2 separate regions of the Ovis aries genome follow, and region 2 is linked to region 1. The links are chromatin contacts, called in public Hi-C maps. All regions are on one chromosome and are shown on one strand. Each heading gives the region's core, a stretch centred on a gene start, on an enhancer-like site or on the middle of the called end of the contact. The rest is flanking DNA. Distances are from core to core; before and after follow the strand shown.

Region 1 (7,668 bases), core at 1,722-4,221:
ATGAGTTGACTCTTTCCATCAAATGGCCAAAAGTATTGAAGCTTCAGCTTCAGCATCAGTCCTTCCAATAAATATTCAGGTCTGATTTCCTTTTTAGGATTGACTGGTTTGATCTCCTTGCAGTCCAAGGGACTCTCAAGAGTCTTCTCCAGTACCACAGCTCAAAAGCATCGTTCTTCTGTGCTCAGCTTTCTTTATGGTCCACCTCTCACGTCCACACATGATTACTGGAGAAACCATACATTTGGTTGTTCTTAGTGTTTTACTTTGGAACCTTGAGGCATTTACAGGCTTAGATTTTGGTTTCTTAAGTAAGTCATCACCACATTAGAGCCACATCTGTCCGATGTCCTCCTTGTTTAATTACCACTCTTAACAAACAAGATGTTTTTCTGAAATGTTCATGACCCATCACTATAGTCATTCCTGCCTACTGTTCTAATTTGAGGAAATCATATTGAAGTGTTACTTCCCTTGGTCAATGAGGTATGACATCTCTCTCCCTTCTTCTTGGCCTGAAATTCCTTTCCTACTCAGAATCTCTAGACAGACAGCAGAGACTGGGTCATTGCCTCAAGCAGTAGCCCACAGCAAGTTCTCCGGCGGTCCGCTGGTTGGGACTCTGCACTTTCACTGCGGAGGGCACTTGTTCAAGCCCTGGTCAGGGAAACGTGCTGTGTGCTGCGCTCAGCCGTATCTGACTCTTTTCTGACCCCATGGACTGTTGCTGCCAGGCTTCTCTGTCCGAGAGATTTTTCCAGGCAAGAATATTGGGGTGTCTTGCATTTCTTCCTCCAAGGGATCTTCCCGACCCAGGGATCGAACTGGCATCCCCTGCGTCTCCTGCATTGCAGGTGGATTCTTTTTGACCGCTGCGCCACTGGGTGAGCCTGCACCAGTGGACGCAGGGCCTCTTGGAATCCTTCTGAAGACAGGCAAGCTGCACTCGCAGAAGGCCTCGTGTGCTTGAGCTCCATTTTGTTCTGCCGCTACACAGGTTCTACATGTCCCTCTGGCGGTATTGGACCCTGGGAACTTTCTACCTTGCCACATTGTCTGCCAGATTCATACTCTACACCTTAAATGTTCATTGAAGTAAATGAGCTCTTTGCCAAATGACAGGACAGCCGGCAATTTGTTCTTCAGAACACTCTTGAATGGCAATTTTAAACAGATTCCACAAGCTGCAAGGCGCCCTCCGCCCTCCCCCCAAGTTACCGATTACTGTCTTTGGACCGATAATGTTGTCAGGGAGGAGGAGCCTCTTTAGTCTGTTTGTATCCATCAGTCCTGAAGCACGATGATCTTACAGAATCCCAAGGCCTCAGGCCACCATCCTCAGAAGGTAAGATACAGGTAAGGTTCCAAAAAGGAGTTCTGAGAAGCCTGAGAATAAACACTTGGGAAGGCAGTTCTGACTGACGGGGTGGCTCTCACACCTGATGGACTGAATATGAGAATATCCGGACAGACTGGTACCTCAACACTCTGACAAATCCCACAAACAAACCACAGGCCTTTTTCCACCAGAACCAACATTTTAGTGTGTGTAGTGCTCTTGCCTGGAAAATCCCATGGACAGAGGAGCCTGGTGGGCTGCAGTCCATGGGGTCACCAAGAGTCAGACACGACTGAGTGACTTCCCTTTCACTTTTCACTTTCATGCATTGGAGAAGGACATGGCAACCCACTCCAGTGTTCTTGCTTGGAGAATCCCAGGGATGGGGGAGCCTGGTGGGCTGCCATCTGTGGGGTCGCACATAGTCAGACATGACTGAAGCGACTTAGCAGCAGCAGCAGCAGCAGCAGCAGCAGCAGCAGCAGCAGCAGCAGCAGCTCTCCTATCACCATGCTCTCAAACCCTGCCTGTTTTCCTTAAAGAAACTAACAGAGGGCGCTGTCACCCAACGGTAACTACATTAGAGTGCCGCCAAACCATTTTCCAATCCAGTAAATCGTCTCCTCCCACTCCAGTTTATGAAAATTCATCTCTTTTGAGCAATTCCAGACTGAATTCATTTTTTTCAGCTTTCTGCTCAGCTGTGGTGGAGATGTTTGTTTACAACAGTATCTTTGCCGAACATATGCTGTATGGTTTGGGTAATTCAACATCCTGGTGGAGCCCAAAGAAACACAGAAGATGACAGTTTGGGCAGCGTGATTTTGTTGCACACAGACAGAATGAGCGTCATTCTTGTGTTTAGGAGGCCAAGACTGCAAACACTGCAAAGATGCAAAGGGAATTTGGGTAATGAAGGAGGTGGAACAGGAAGGGCTGCACATCCTAAACAATGAAGTGGGCTCACACACACACATTGGATTTTCAGTTGGTCAAAATGAGCAGGGGTTTTTGGTTCACAAGCGTTTCCCCAGGGCCTGGCATCCCTGCCTGCCACATATTAATGCCTATAAATACCTTTGAATCATAACTAATATATTCAATGTCAGAATTTGTTGAGAAGTTCAGTCCACTGGCTGTTTAGTTTATGAGGTGCTAAATAACCATTTTAACTGACTTAAAAAAAACTCAGCTAAATGAATCAGCCCTTTGTTTGAAGATCACAGGGACAAAGTCAGTAAACATATTGAGCAAACACTGCCCTCTAACCCTCAGCTCTCCTGCACCCTCCCATTCTCCTTACTTGACTTTCTTTCCCACAGAGACCCTTGCAGATGGGTTACTGTGAGCCTGGCCCTTGAGGGGACTGAAGCCATGCCAGTGTTTTCCCCAGTGGCCAGTGGGGGGACGCTCACTCTGCTCCTCTAATCTCTGCCTCCTGCCCTTCACATCCAGGACAGATCCCCAAGGAAGCAGCAAGAGAGATCTCTTCCCTCCTCTGCCTGGAACCCATCACTTCATCTTGTGACAGTGCTCAGACCCCAGAGGGGAGCGTGGGCACATCACTGAGCCCATGGGAACCTAGTGCTATCATCGTGATCTGGTTTTGTCATCCGGACCTGTGACCTGAGCCTAGGAACTCTGTCTTCCCTTTCATCTCCAGCTTTCTGTTCCTCAGACCCACACACCTGGGGCGGGGCAGGAGGTAGCAGTCTGTTCCCGAGTGTGGGGCAAAGGTCCCCAAAGCCCGGGCCTGGCCTGCAGCAGCTTCACCTGGGAATTAATAGAAACGCAAGTTCCCGCTCTCCTTAGACCTTTGGGGCTGTGGACACTCGGGCTATAATTGAACAGCACCTGGGGATTCTGATCCCCGTGAAACTGAACCCCTGTCCTGCAATTGTGTGGAGAGGAAGGGGTCAAGAGATAGAGGAGCTTGGGGCCCCTGAGGCTGGAGGAGGGGGGTCAGGGTGGGGCTGGAGGCTGGGAAATGAAAAGCACATGGAATTCCTGGGTGGCTAAGAGCACAGGCTCTCATCTGACTGCTTGAATCCCAGCCCTGCCACCTACTGTGTGTGTGTGTGTGTGTGTGTGTGTGTGTGTGTGTGACCTGAGTAGGAGGCTTGGACTCTCTCTCTGTGCTTCTGTCTCTAAAATTCTAATACAGCCAGTAGTAGGACCATAGCAGATGCAGCTCTAGTGCCACCCCTTAATCCCTTCAGGATACCCCTCCCTGAGGTCTTTGCTCTTTCTGGATGTCAAAGCCAGCTCTCCACATCTAAGCACCCTGTCCTCATCCGCTAACAGGACAGCAGCCCCCGAACAATGACTGCTCAGGTGGGTGTGTCCAAACCCCGGCCCCCTTGGCCCATTGTGACTGTGTGTCCCGTGCAGATTCTACCCTTTCCTCAGCAGGAATAAGCTCCAGTTACCTCAGTGAGTGGTATGTGTGTCTCACCCCTCACGTTCCAGCTTTTCTCAGCTTGCTTTCCAAGACCCCCTTCTGAACAAACAGCCTCCTCTTGAGTTCTCCCCTCAAGGTCTCCTTTGGAAGAACCCGAGCCAAACCAAGAGCTCTCCCTCTATGGTTGATTGAGGTTAATGCAATCAGCTTTGAGAACCATGCTCCATACACAGTAGGCGCTCCATAGAGGCCTGCCATTGTTGTGAGCACCTGAGCACTGAATGTGGAGTCAGGACACCTGATTCCAGTCTTGCTTTGCACCAGCCAGTGAGGGAAGCCCGAGGAAGCCAGTTATCCGCCGCCCCCCACCCCTCAACCCTGAGGGTCAGTTTCTACCCTATCAGGGCTATTTGGAGAATAAAACAGAAGAGCTCAGGAGGCAGTTTGCAAACTGTGAAGGGAAACACCAAAGTGAAAGGTAAGAGGAAACAAAGGCTGAGGAAACTCACCCAGCTCAGCTCCATCTTCCCTGGATCCTGGAACCAGGACTGCCTCGGGCCCAGAAAGAACTCTCCCGACCAGTGTCCACCGTCTGTGGGGGCGGGGATCCAGAGGAGTGCTGAGCACTGCTGAAAATCGGGCCTTTTGGTCCACCCTGTACTGAGCACTTGGGGCTGAGTCTCAGGCATCATGAGGATTTTATTTCAAGGTATTTAAAATGAGTCTATTAGAAACAGGAGCAATTCCAAATGGGGTCTGAAAACAGAGTCACATTCCAATATTTATCTTTTACAGACTAAATGTTTGTAACAGGAAAAATGTGAAGAGCCAACTCATTTAAAAAGACCCTGATGCTGGGAAAGATTGATGGCAGGAGGAGAAGGGGACAACAGAGGATGAGATGTTAGGAGGGCATCACCAACTTAATGGACATGAATTTGAGCAAACTCCAGGAGAAGGTGAAGGACAGGGAAGCCTGGCATGCTGCAGTTAATGGGGTCGCAAAGAGTTGGACATGACTTAGCACCTGAACAACAAAAGGAAAAGTGCAAGGCAGCATGAGAGTGCCATCAGCACGGCAATTAAACTACCTATGGGTCATTTTTAATGCACAGTGCGGGACGGGAGGAGTGGTCCAGGGCAAGGCTTGGAAATCGTCTGCCTTGAACCATGTGGATTTTGTTGAAGAACCCGCAACCTTAATTGGCCAGGATATCAGAGGCCCAAGTCCTTGGCCCTGCGTACTCCGCCTGAGCAGGGAAGGCTGTTTTGAAATTGGGGATGTCGGAAGGGCTTTCTGGGAGTCCCATGGAGTGAGGACTGCAGGGGAGAGACAGAGAATTTATTTGGACATAAGAGCAGCTAGCAGACCGGGGCCCTGAAGGGCTGAAAAAAAGACCTAGGAAATGGTGACGAAAACATGAAAGGAACTAACAGATATTTTTAAGGGAAACACTCTTGGTTTTTTGTGTTTTTTTCACCTCTGTGAAATAACAGAAACACAACCAGAATTATTAATAGTAGAGGGCCATTTTTAAAGAAAGAATACGAGGAGTTCATCTCCAACTTCCAGAAGCTTCCAGCAACTGGTGACTTCTGTCAGGTGACTGCTTCACTGACCTGGAGGAAAAACAAGTTTTACTCAGGCAGGCAGCTTGCCAAGGACTGTTCCTTCAGCCAGGCATGGTTGTCTTTTTCTCCCCAAGCGTGTTTTCCCTCAAACTGTCCAGGCAAAGGCCAGTAGGAGATGACATGTCCCAGGGTGGTGAGTGTTGCTGACAAATGTCGTGTCCCCTCAGACTTCATCCTGTAGGGTGGGAAAATGCTGAGGTGTCCAAGATGCTGTGACGCTTGAGGGGAGACTTGTCTGGACTTGAAGACCCCGACTCTTCAAGTTTAAAGTGCCAGGAGGGGTCCCAGGAGGGACAAAGGGCCCCTGGAAGGTTAGCTAGGTCCACTCCTCTCTGACATACTGCTGTACTCACCACCAGGGAGGGGTCAGGCCGGTTGCTTTACCTCAAAGACCTCAGTGTGACCAACTGAAAAGTAGTAATAACATGGCGGGGACCAGCTCCCAGACAGGCTTCAGTTTGAGAAGAGGCGGGTGCTGGGAGTTGGGGAAGCAAGTGGCCCAGTGGAGAGAAGCCAGCCTCCTGGTGATGGCTGAGGGTGCTGGGCCTTTGGGGAGTTTCTGAGAATGGTGGGGGCCTGTGCCTTGTGAGCATACAGCTTGCAAGGCCAAGTATGGGATTTCCGCAGGGCTCAACCATGGAAACAAGAGAAGGAAGCTAAGAGCCGTGGCCTAGAGACTGAGGCAAAACATTCCTGCTTCTTCACTTAGCTCAGAAGAAATGGAGCTGCGTGTCTTCAAATGGAGTCACCCCTCAGGCTGACTAGGAAAGAACCGTATCTAGAGTTCCTCTTTCCAAATGTTGGCTCTTTGGATTCTTCTTGTCCGACTCTAGAGAGGAAAGACACCCCCAAAGGTGACTGGGTTTACGTTTCTCATCACCTGTGTATGCACGCTACAGCACCAACCCAGGCTTGCGGAGTTTAGCGCTTGGGAAGCTTGGAGAGCCATCTTTAAGAAAAACAGTACAAGACTATGAATACACAAGGAGGTGTGGAAGTGACTGTTTATTCAGAACAAGAGCAGAAATAACGACAAATGACAGAATTTCAACAGTGGACTGTATTAGATTCCTGTGGCTGCCTTAACAGATTACCCCACACTTAGTGCCTGGAAAATCCCATGGACAGAGGAGCCTGGTAGGCTGCGGTCCATGGGGTTGCGAAGAGTCAGACACGACTGTAGGGAACAAGGTATAAAGAAGGTTGAGAAGTGCTTGCAAACGAGACTCTCAACCAGGGCTGAACATTCTTGCAAACGAGATGTTCAGCTAAGAATCCTGTTTGTTCCCATGGGAAAAGAACATTTCTTGCACACAAGGATGTTTCTCTGATTCCTCAAAAGGAACAGACCCTGGGACAAAACGGATTCTAAGTTGATAAGGAAGTTCCCCAAAACAAAGTCTTAGCTGCAGTAAATAAGTCAAGGTAAAGGTTATCTCGCCCTGCGCCTGCGCACTATATAGTCTCTGAATCATAGTGCTTGGCAGCTTGCCCTGTAGGTTGTTGTGCAAGGGATATAAAATAAAGCAGCTGTAAGAAGCTAGTGTTAAAAATATAAAGATTTAAACTACTCTGCAGTGTTGGTGTTTCATTCCGTCGCCGGCACACGACTGAGCAACTTCCCTTTCACTTTTCACTTTCATGCATTGGAGAAGGAAATGGCAACCCACTCCAGTGTTCTTGCCTGGAGAATCCCAGGGATGGGGGAGCCTGGTGGGCTGCCATCTATGGGGTCACACAGAGTCGGACACGACTGAAGTGACTTAGCAGCAGCAGTGACTTAAGGGAAATCGATTCTCTTCTGGTCCTGGAGGTCAGAAGTTGGAAACCAAGCTGCCAGTGAGGCCACACCCCCTTCCTCCCAGCGGCTCTAGGGGAGAACACTTTCCTGCCTGCTCCCGCTTCTGGGAGCTCGCGCAGCAGGCCTTGGCTTCCCTGGGTTGAGGCTGCATCGCTCCAGTGTCTGCCCCTGTGGTCACTTTGCCTCCTTTTCTTCTGTTTTGGCTCCTCTTTGTATCTCTCATGAGGACACTTATCAGTTGATTCAGGGCTCACTTGGATAATCGATCTCAATACCCTAACTTAACTATACCTGCAGGGACCCTTTTTTCCAAATAAGGTAAGTTTCATGGGTTCCAGGGAATAGGATGTGGACCTATCTTTTTGGAGGCTACTGTTCAACTCAAAAGACTGACAAATAACATAAACCTGACAAACATCAGGAAGATAATATTGCATTTTTATTAAATAACCATCTGACACTTCTGAATGCTTTTTCCAAGCTTTTTTGGCTGTG
Region 2 (7,668 bases), core at 2,230-4,729, 140 kb after region 1:
TCTCTCCTCAGTGTTATGAGCAATAAGAAACCCCACACCTGAAATCCTGGTAATTCACCCAGAACAGACTCTCCCTACTCTTTCCCCTTCAGCACAGAGTTTACTTGAGTCTCCCATTCCCCTTCCTACCCCACAACTCCTCTGGAATGATTAGACTCCAGCTTCAGGGAGTTTGGTTTTTAGGAACCACGTTTCTACAGCATCTCTCAATCTTCTAAGCCTGCAAAAAACGCGGCTGAGTCATTCCTCTGCTTGCTGGTCTAGAGCCTCAATCAAACACGCATTCCGATTCCCAAAGAGTGAGAGGGTGAGGCTGCAGAAAAGTCTCTACTCCCCGTGGCGTGTCTCCTTAGACCTGTTCAAATTGCTTCAGGGCACAGCTCACCTGCAGTGCATGGACCCGAGCGGACACAGTGTCTCCAGGCACCCGCAGGGCTCTCAAGGGAATCCAGACTCGCTGCTTCCAGCGCAGGGCGCACTCACTTGCTGTTGGAGTGCCCAGAGAGCACGTGCCCCGCCCCCACTTCTCTTTGAGAATCCCAGGGACGGGGGAGCCTGGTGGGCTTCCTGCTATGGGGTCGCCTAGAGTCGGACACGACTGAAGCGACTTAGCAGCAGCAGCAGCGGCAGAGTCGGACACGACTGAAGCGACTTAGCAGCAGCAGCAGCCTGAAGAAGTCGCTCTCTTCAGCCTCTGTAATCTCCCTGAGTCCGCTCGCTCTCGCAGGGAAGCCACTCCCGGCAAAGAGCTGTTCTAGTACACGCGAGCGTTTTGGTTCCGGCGACCCTTGAGCGGTGCAGAGTCCCAGTCCGGCTCCGGGTGTGCGCACTCTCCCCGACCCAAAAGATAAAGCATACGCCTCATGGGAGGTGGCTCTTTCTCGGTGCATTTCTCCTGCGGGCGGAACAAGATTGTCACTTCTTTCTTTCAACTCCGAAGAAGTTTCCGGGTCCCATACTTTAGGCCTGCCCGCAGCCAAGCAGCAGATCAGACCTTCGCGCCCCGGCTGTCCCAGAACCAGGGCGCAAAGGTTTTGAGGGTGGCTCCCCCGGCTGCGTGCACCTTGAGGAGTTTTTCAAGAGCTGCCAAAAAAAAGTTTCTGTAATACATGTGCTCAACTGTGCGCACCATTTGGCTGAGGCCACTTCCTCGCCCCCGAATTACTCTACATTCCGGATGCCTTTCTCCTCCTTCTGGGCGCCCTACACTGCCCAGCCTACACTACGTGGCCTAAGAGGAGGAAGGGAGTGCGTGTAGAGAGAAGGGGAACGGAGGCTGATGGCTTGGGCCTGTAAGGCTGAGCTCGGCCCCTTTGCCAGCTTGTCTCTCCACCTGGGTTCGCAGCCTCCCCTCTCCGGAGGAGGTCCCCAACCTCTTCTTAGGCTGCTCCTTTGTGCTCCTCTCCATCCTCCTCCCTCCTAAACTCTGGATCCGGAGGTCCCCCTCTCATCCCTTCACCCGCTCTGCTCTTTTCCCTCCAGGAAAAACAGCTTTGCAGTTTGCGCGCACCCTGGACTTCGGCCCGCGTCAGTAGACCGAGCTGCTGGGCAGCAGGTCGTAGCGCCCGCCGCTGTAGACCACCACGCCAGGCGGGTAGTAGAGCAGGTCGGGCTCCGCGGCTTGGTGGAGAGGCGCCAGGGCCTGCAGTCCCTGGTCCTCCGGCTCAGGCTTGGTGGTGGCGGTGAAAGGGCGCATGCTGGTGAGAGAAGGCGACGCGATGCGCCACAGTAGGTTCTTGAGCGCTTTGCGGAACTCGCGGCGTACGAGGCAGTAGAGGATGGGATTGAGACAGCTGTTCGAGTGCGCCAGGCACACGCTCACGGGGAAAGCGTACACCTGGCACAGGAAGTACTCTTGGCTGAAGGGCACCGCGTTGAACTTGATGAGGATGCTCCAGGTGGTGAGCGCCTGGTTGGGCAGCCAACACAAGAAGAAGGACAGGACCACGATGGTCACTGATTTGGTGACCTTGGAGCGTCTCCGAGCGCTGGCTCCGGCCAGGCCTCCCCCGGCCGCTGAGGCTCCTCCTTCGGTCCCTGCCACGCGGTGGTCGGAGATGAAGCGCACCAGTAGCAGGTAGCACAGGCTGATGATGCCTAGCGGCAGCACGAAGCCCAGCAGCACCTTCTGCAAGTGGTAGAGGCCCAGCCAGAACTGCCTGTCGCGGCCCAGCAACCTGTCGGGGAAGCGCACCAGGCACAGCTCCTCCCCCATCACCTTGACCGTGGTGGAGAAGACGGCGTTGGGCAGCGAGGCCAGCGCGGCGGAGGCCCAGATCATCGCGCACAGTGCTTTGACGGAGAAGCAGCAGCTGTCCCCCAGGCTCCGGCCGCAGCAGTCGCCCCGGCCGTACCCTCGGGTCTGGTGGCTCTTAAGAGCCGAGGCCACCGAGTGGTAGCGCGCCACGCTCATGGAGGTGAGAAAGAAAACGCTGGCATACATGTTCATGGACGTCACTATGGATACGATCTTACACATGGCCTTGCCGAAGGGCCATTTGAAGTCAAGGGCGTTTTCCACGGCCCAGAAGGGCAGAGTGAGCACGAACTGGAAGTCCGTCAGCGCCAGGTTGGTGACGAAGAGGTTGATGGAGGACTTGCGCCAGCCCTGCTTGCTCTTCATCAGATAGAGCACCAGCAGGTTGCCGGTCAGCCCCAGTGCGCAAACCACCCAGTACACCACGCTGACGAGGATGCGCACCCGGGCCTCGGGGTCCGCGCTCTCCGCCCCGCCGCCGCTCGGGGGGTGCCCCGGCGCCGCGCCGTCAGGCAACTCCAGCCCCAGCTCCCACCACAAGTCCTGGAGCTGCAGCGACGCGTTGCCGCTGAAGTTAGCCGCCTGCAGAAGGTCCGGGACCCGACCGATGAGTTCTGTGAGCTCGTCCCCGCCAGCTGCCTTATTCATGGTGGCTGGAGCGGCTGCCGCGGCCACCTGCCCGCGCTGGCGCCTCTAGGTCATGTTTCGGGAGATAGCTCCTAAGGGGAGTCCGGCTCTTCCGGGGTTCCGGCGCGCGCGGGGGCTTTCAAAGTAGCTGTGGAAGAGAGCGCCTAGGAACAGGGCGCCAGGCGCGTCCCCGGCGCGCGGAGCTTGGCCTTGGGCGTGAAAATGGGCGCCGAGCGTCGGTTCTGGAGGGGTATTCTAGAGTAGAGACGCACAGCTCCCAAGGCGAGCGAACGGCGTCGAAAGGTTGTCCGGCCAAGGCTGGCGTCTGCGGGTCTCTACTGTAAAGACTCAGATTTTTTTGCCCCTAGCGTTTCCTGCTGTCGCTTGGGCACTAGCGCGTTCCCTCCCTGCAGATCCAGACCGCTCCTGGGGGCCCGCTCTTTCCCTTTCAAATACCTTTGTAGGTTTCCTCCGCAGCTGCTCCGACGAGGTTTCTGAAGAGAGTTCTGTCTACTTCGCTGAAACTCTCTGGAGGGCTTTCGATGCCGGCCTCACTGCCTCGCATCTCCGTCTCTCCGCTGCTGTCGACTCGCAGTGAGTTGCCAGCCGCGTTGCCGCGAGTTGTATTTCCACCCGCACAGCGGAGGCTGCGGGCTCCCGAAGAGCATGCGTAACCCCAGCGCCAGGAGAGGGGGCGCTTTCCGAGGTGCTGAACTTCGTCGCACGCGCCACGCCGCGGGGCCAGTCTCCCTTTTCAGTTTCAAAAGGTCGTAAAGCCCTTTATTTCCCTCTGTTGCTGGAGAAAGTCGGCTTTGATTTGCGATCGCTTTTCCTTCCTCATCCCCCAACATAATTAGGAGAATTTTTTTCTTTCTCACTTCCAAATGCACAGTCTTCTGCCCATTTTTCTTTTTTAAAGCAACAATATTTGTCTCTTTTCATGCCCATACATTAAATCAGATGGTGGGCTCTTACTGAATACCCAAACGCCAGCTCCACTTTCCCTTAGTAATAGATGACCACTGTAATTGGCGTCTGTGGTTGTCAGGATTTTCAAAGCGTCTTCACGTAACAGAACTGTGGGTTCAGGTGTTGGTATCTGCTTTGGTGTATTCTGAGAACTGAAGCTAAGCAAAACATGTAACTGGTGCGCTAACCTCACAGGCACTAGATGCTTAGCTCTCAGCCCACAGCTCTTTAACAGATTGTTTACTCACATTCAACCACACTCTCTTTACTCTGATGCAGTTGGAAAAGAGGTTTTCATAGGGCTGTTTTTGGCACCAGTACCCATACTACTATTATAATCAGAACTCTTAACCAGGTGTTGTTTGCTTGTTTGTTTGCTTCAGACCAATGGAAGTAAATTTGAAGGACTCTTCTAAGTTCCTTTGGGCAAAGGGAATCAATATAAACCATTTGAGTCACTTCTTAAGTTGCAGTTTAAGTGCCAGATCAACTGCTCTGGTGTAAAATGTACGCTTCTTAGGAAACACTTAAGAAATTTGAAATGTTTTTCTCATTGTGCTGGACTAAACAGAAACAAAAGTTTATTAAACGTAATTGTCCTCACTCTTGCAGAGCGCCTGACTTTACTTACAGAGATAAAAAGGTTGCGACTTTAAAGCAGAGGAGACAGAAAAGCATACTGAAAAGGGAACATGGTATAATATAGCTCAGTTGGTAATGAATCTGCCTGCAGTGCAGGAGATTCCGGTTCGATTCCTGTGTCGGGAAGCTCCCCTGGAGAAGGGAAAGGCTACCCACTCCAGCATTCTGGCCTGGAGAATTCCATGGATTGTTTGGTTCATGGGGTCGCAAAGAGTCGAAGACGACTGAGGGACTTGCACTTCACTTCATGCAAAACAAACGGAGAGAAAAGGAAACATCTTGATTCCAAAACCAGAACACAGTTCCAGAGAACACCTTCACTATAGTCTCGGTATTGCTCCATTTACCCGCTAGGGGGCGCGAGAGTTTTAATAAAAACAAGTGTTAGTTCGGTTGTGTCCGACTCAGCAACTGCATGGACTGTAGCAACTCCGTGGACTGTAGCCCGCCAGGCTCCTCTGTCCAGGGGATTTCCCAGCCAAAACTACTGGAGAGGGCTGCCATTCCCTTCTCCAGGGGATCTTTTCGAACCAGGGATCGAACCTCAATCTCTTGCAGCTCCTACATTGCGGCCGGATTCTTTACCACTGAGCCACCAGGGAAAACAGAAACCAAGGCAAACCACTTCCTTTGAGAAGCTGTAATCTGAAGAAGCTCAGCCCTTCTCTGAACCAATAAGACGCACAAGTTGCCTCTGTGTACACCTCTTTATCCCTGTGTAAGTAGCCTCTTGTTCAAGCTCAGTTCTCACTCCAATTTTTGCTAGCTTTTTCGCCATCAAATTTTTCTTTCTCCTTTAGTTAAAAAAGTTTAAAAATAATTCAAGGTGCTGTTGAAAAACAAGGAAGCCTAGGGTATACCCTGAGAGCCCTTTGCCTCAGTTTCCTCCTGTGTACATGGAGGAATTGTGGTTTTCAAATATTCTGAGGATAAGTACTGAGCAGGTGACATCTGAGTCGGGGGTGAGGGGGTTGGGTGGGGAGGGGGAGCTTCCTAAAATATAAGTTGCAGCTCTCCTCCCAGCCCCATGTGGTCACAGAGATTCTTATTCTCCGAATTGGAGTTGGCAAGGGGCCCAACAGTCTATACGTGAAAACATTCTTCCAGGTTTGATACTGATTTTCCCCCAAATTTGGGAATATTTGGATTAATTTTTATTCATTCTCTAAGCTCTCCATGTGAAAACATTTAAGTCCCAAAGAAATCTTAATTTTCAATGTTGGTTGATCACACACTAGGATTGGAAGCAAAGAAAGAAAAGGAGGTCTTGCTGAATTCCTTAATAATCACATTTAGATCCAACAATGACATTTCCTTCATTGTAGGATGGGGGGACCAGGTGCTCCTGAGATCTGCCAGGCCTTAAGTACTTGGCCGGCAAGACAGACTGAGGCCCCAGGAGAGGCTACTCCCAAGTGCGACTCCCAGAGAACGCTGCTGGAGTGCTTCTGAGCCTAAAATGCTCTTCATTTCCAAATCTGTGTTCTCTGAAAATAAAGTACAGGTTGTGTGCAGGAATTTATAGTATCACTTAAGTAAGTCTGTGTTATGGAAGCAAGACAGTCTCTTTTCAAATAAGTTCTTTTTCAATATGACCTTAAGATATTTTAGACCGTATTTCTTAAAATCATGGGCCATGTTTTCCTCAGACAGCATCTAATATGTTCAAAGAGAGAGGCAAATCAGTTATGGCCAAATATCATTTAGGTATATTGTTAAAATATTACCAAAATCTTCCCATAAAGATTCCTAATGGAAAATTTGGAAAACTGACAAATTTTCAAAGTGTACATAGATTTATAAGGATCAACCCTGTGGAAAAATTAAAAGAGAAGCTTTTGTAGTTGTCTGTTTTTAATAAACTAGCTATGCTTCCTTCCCTTGCCCCATGAGTCTAATTGTTAAGTTTTATTGCTATGAATCCGCAAGTCAGTGTCTTTGCTTAAAAATGTTCTTATGAAAGTTCTTCCTCTATTCTCTTCTCTCTTTTCCCCAAATTCAACGTATTTCGATGTTACTTGTACTGCTTAATATTACTAGTAAAAGATTACTGTTTTTTGGGAAGCTTTCTGAATTCTCTGAAAACTAGGTATTGATCCTTTCCCCTCTCGAGTATCTTTGAGCCCTCTATCAGCACATCTCTTAAGGCATGCCTCCGATCAAGGAGTGCTGTGACTCTTTCTGAATATTTCAAGTGTCAGTCTTGCAGAGCAGGATGTGTATCGTTGCTGTTTGCCCTTAGTGCTGAGCCCAGGCTTTTCACATGTATGAGCACAGGACACATTTATAGACTGGACTCTGCATTCAGATGCAATCTTCCTACTAAGGCAGTGCCTTTAAAAGATAACTTAGAAGTTTTTCTTAACTATCCACTCCTATAGAATATCCAAGTCTAACTCCAGGATAATTGATTTATTTAAAACATGTTTCATTTTTTCCTACGCTATGTGAGTGTGAAAAGTGAAGTCACTCAGTCGTGTCTGACTCTTTCTGACTCCATGGACTGTAGCCTACCAGGCTCCCCCTGTCCATGGGATTTTCCAGGCAATAGTACTGGAGTGGATTGCCATTTCCTTCTCCAGGGGATCTTCCCGACCCAGGGATCTAACCCGGGTCTCCTGCATTGTAGACAGGCGCTTTACCATCTGAGCCACCAGGGAGAGGAGGAGATGTGAGTATGAATATATCCCCAAATTTTCTCTATCTTAAGAGTATTAATGAATGTGTTGTCAATGAGGTGCATGTGTGTGTGCTCAGTTGTGTCCGACTCTTTCGGCCCCCCATGGACTGTAGCCCATCAGGTTCCTCTATCCATGGAATTTTTCAAGCAAGAATACTGGAGCAGGTTGCCATTTCCTTCTCCGAGGGATCTTCTCAACTCAGGGACTGAACCCATGTCTCCTGTGTCTCCTGCACTGCAGGCAGATTCTTTACCTGCTGAGCCACTGGGGAAGCCTAAGCTATACCTCCATCTATAAAGCCACCTGCATACTAAAGCCACTTAAAAATACTGATGCTGAGGACTTCCCTGGTGGTCCAGTGGTTAAGAATCCACCTGCCAATGCAGGGGACATGGGTTCAGTCCCCAGTCTGGGAAGATTCCACATGCCCTGGAGCAACTAAGCCCACGCTTAGGTTCACAGCTACTGAGACTACGTGCCACAATTACTGAA

What was found. Hi-C and Micro-C count contacts between places; a contact is called where the count stands out from the background.
Region 2: a Hi-C map of tail adipose tissue shows a contact between it and region 1, with 10 times the contacts expected there. The contact joins the promoter of RXFP3 here to the enhancer-like site in region 1. A contact is called at or near these places in 7 of 16 Hi-C or Micro-C datasets (hypothalamus, liver, mixed tissues and 3 more).

What each region holds. Positions count from the first base shown.
Region 1 is chr16:39,843,395-39,851,062 of ARS-UI_Ramb_v3.0, forward strand. No RefSeq gene overlaps it. Among named protein-coding and RNA genes, the nearest start is that of C1QTNF3, 38 kb to the right of the region's middle. Within about 2 kb of position 2,972, at least 13 of the 54 cell types and tissues checked have an H3K27ac peak or open chromatin away from gene starts, as enhancers often do. A contact at or near this core is called in liver, where this site is marked.
Region 2 is chr16:39,985,751-39,993,418 of ARS-UI_Ramb_v3.0, forward strand. RXFP3 (relaxin family peptide receptor 3) reads right to left here and starts at 3,480. Exons shown (of 1, transcript XM_042233902.2): 1 at 1-3,480. The coding sequence starts at 2,905. The coding sequence ends at 1,529.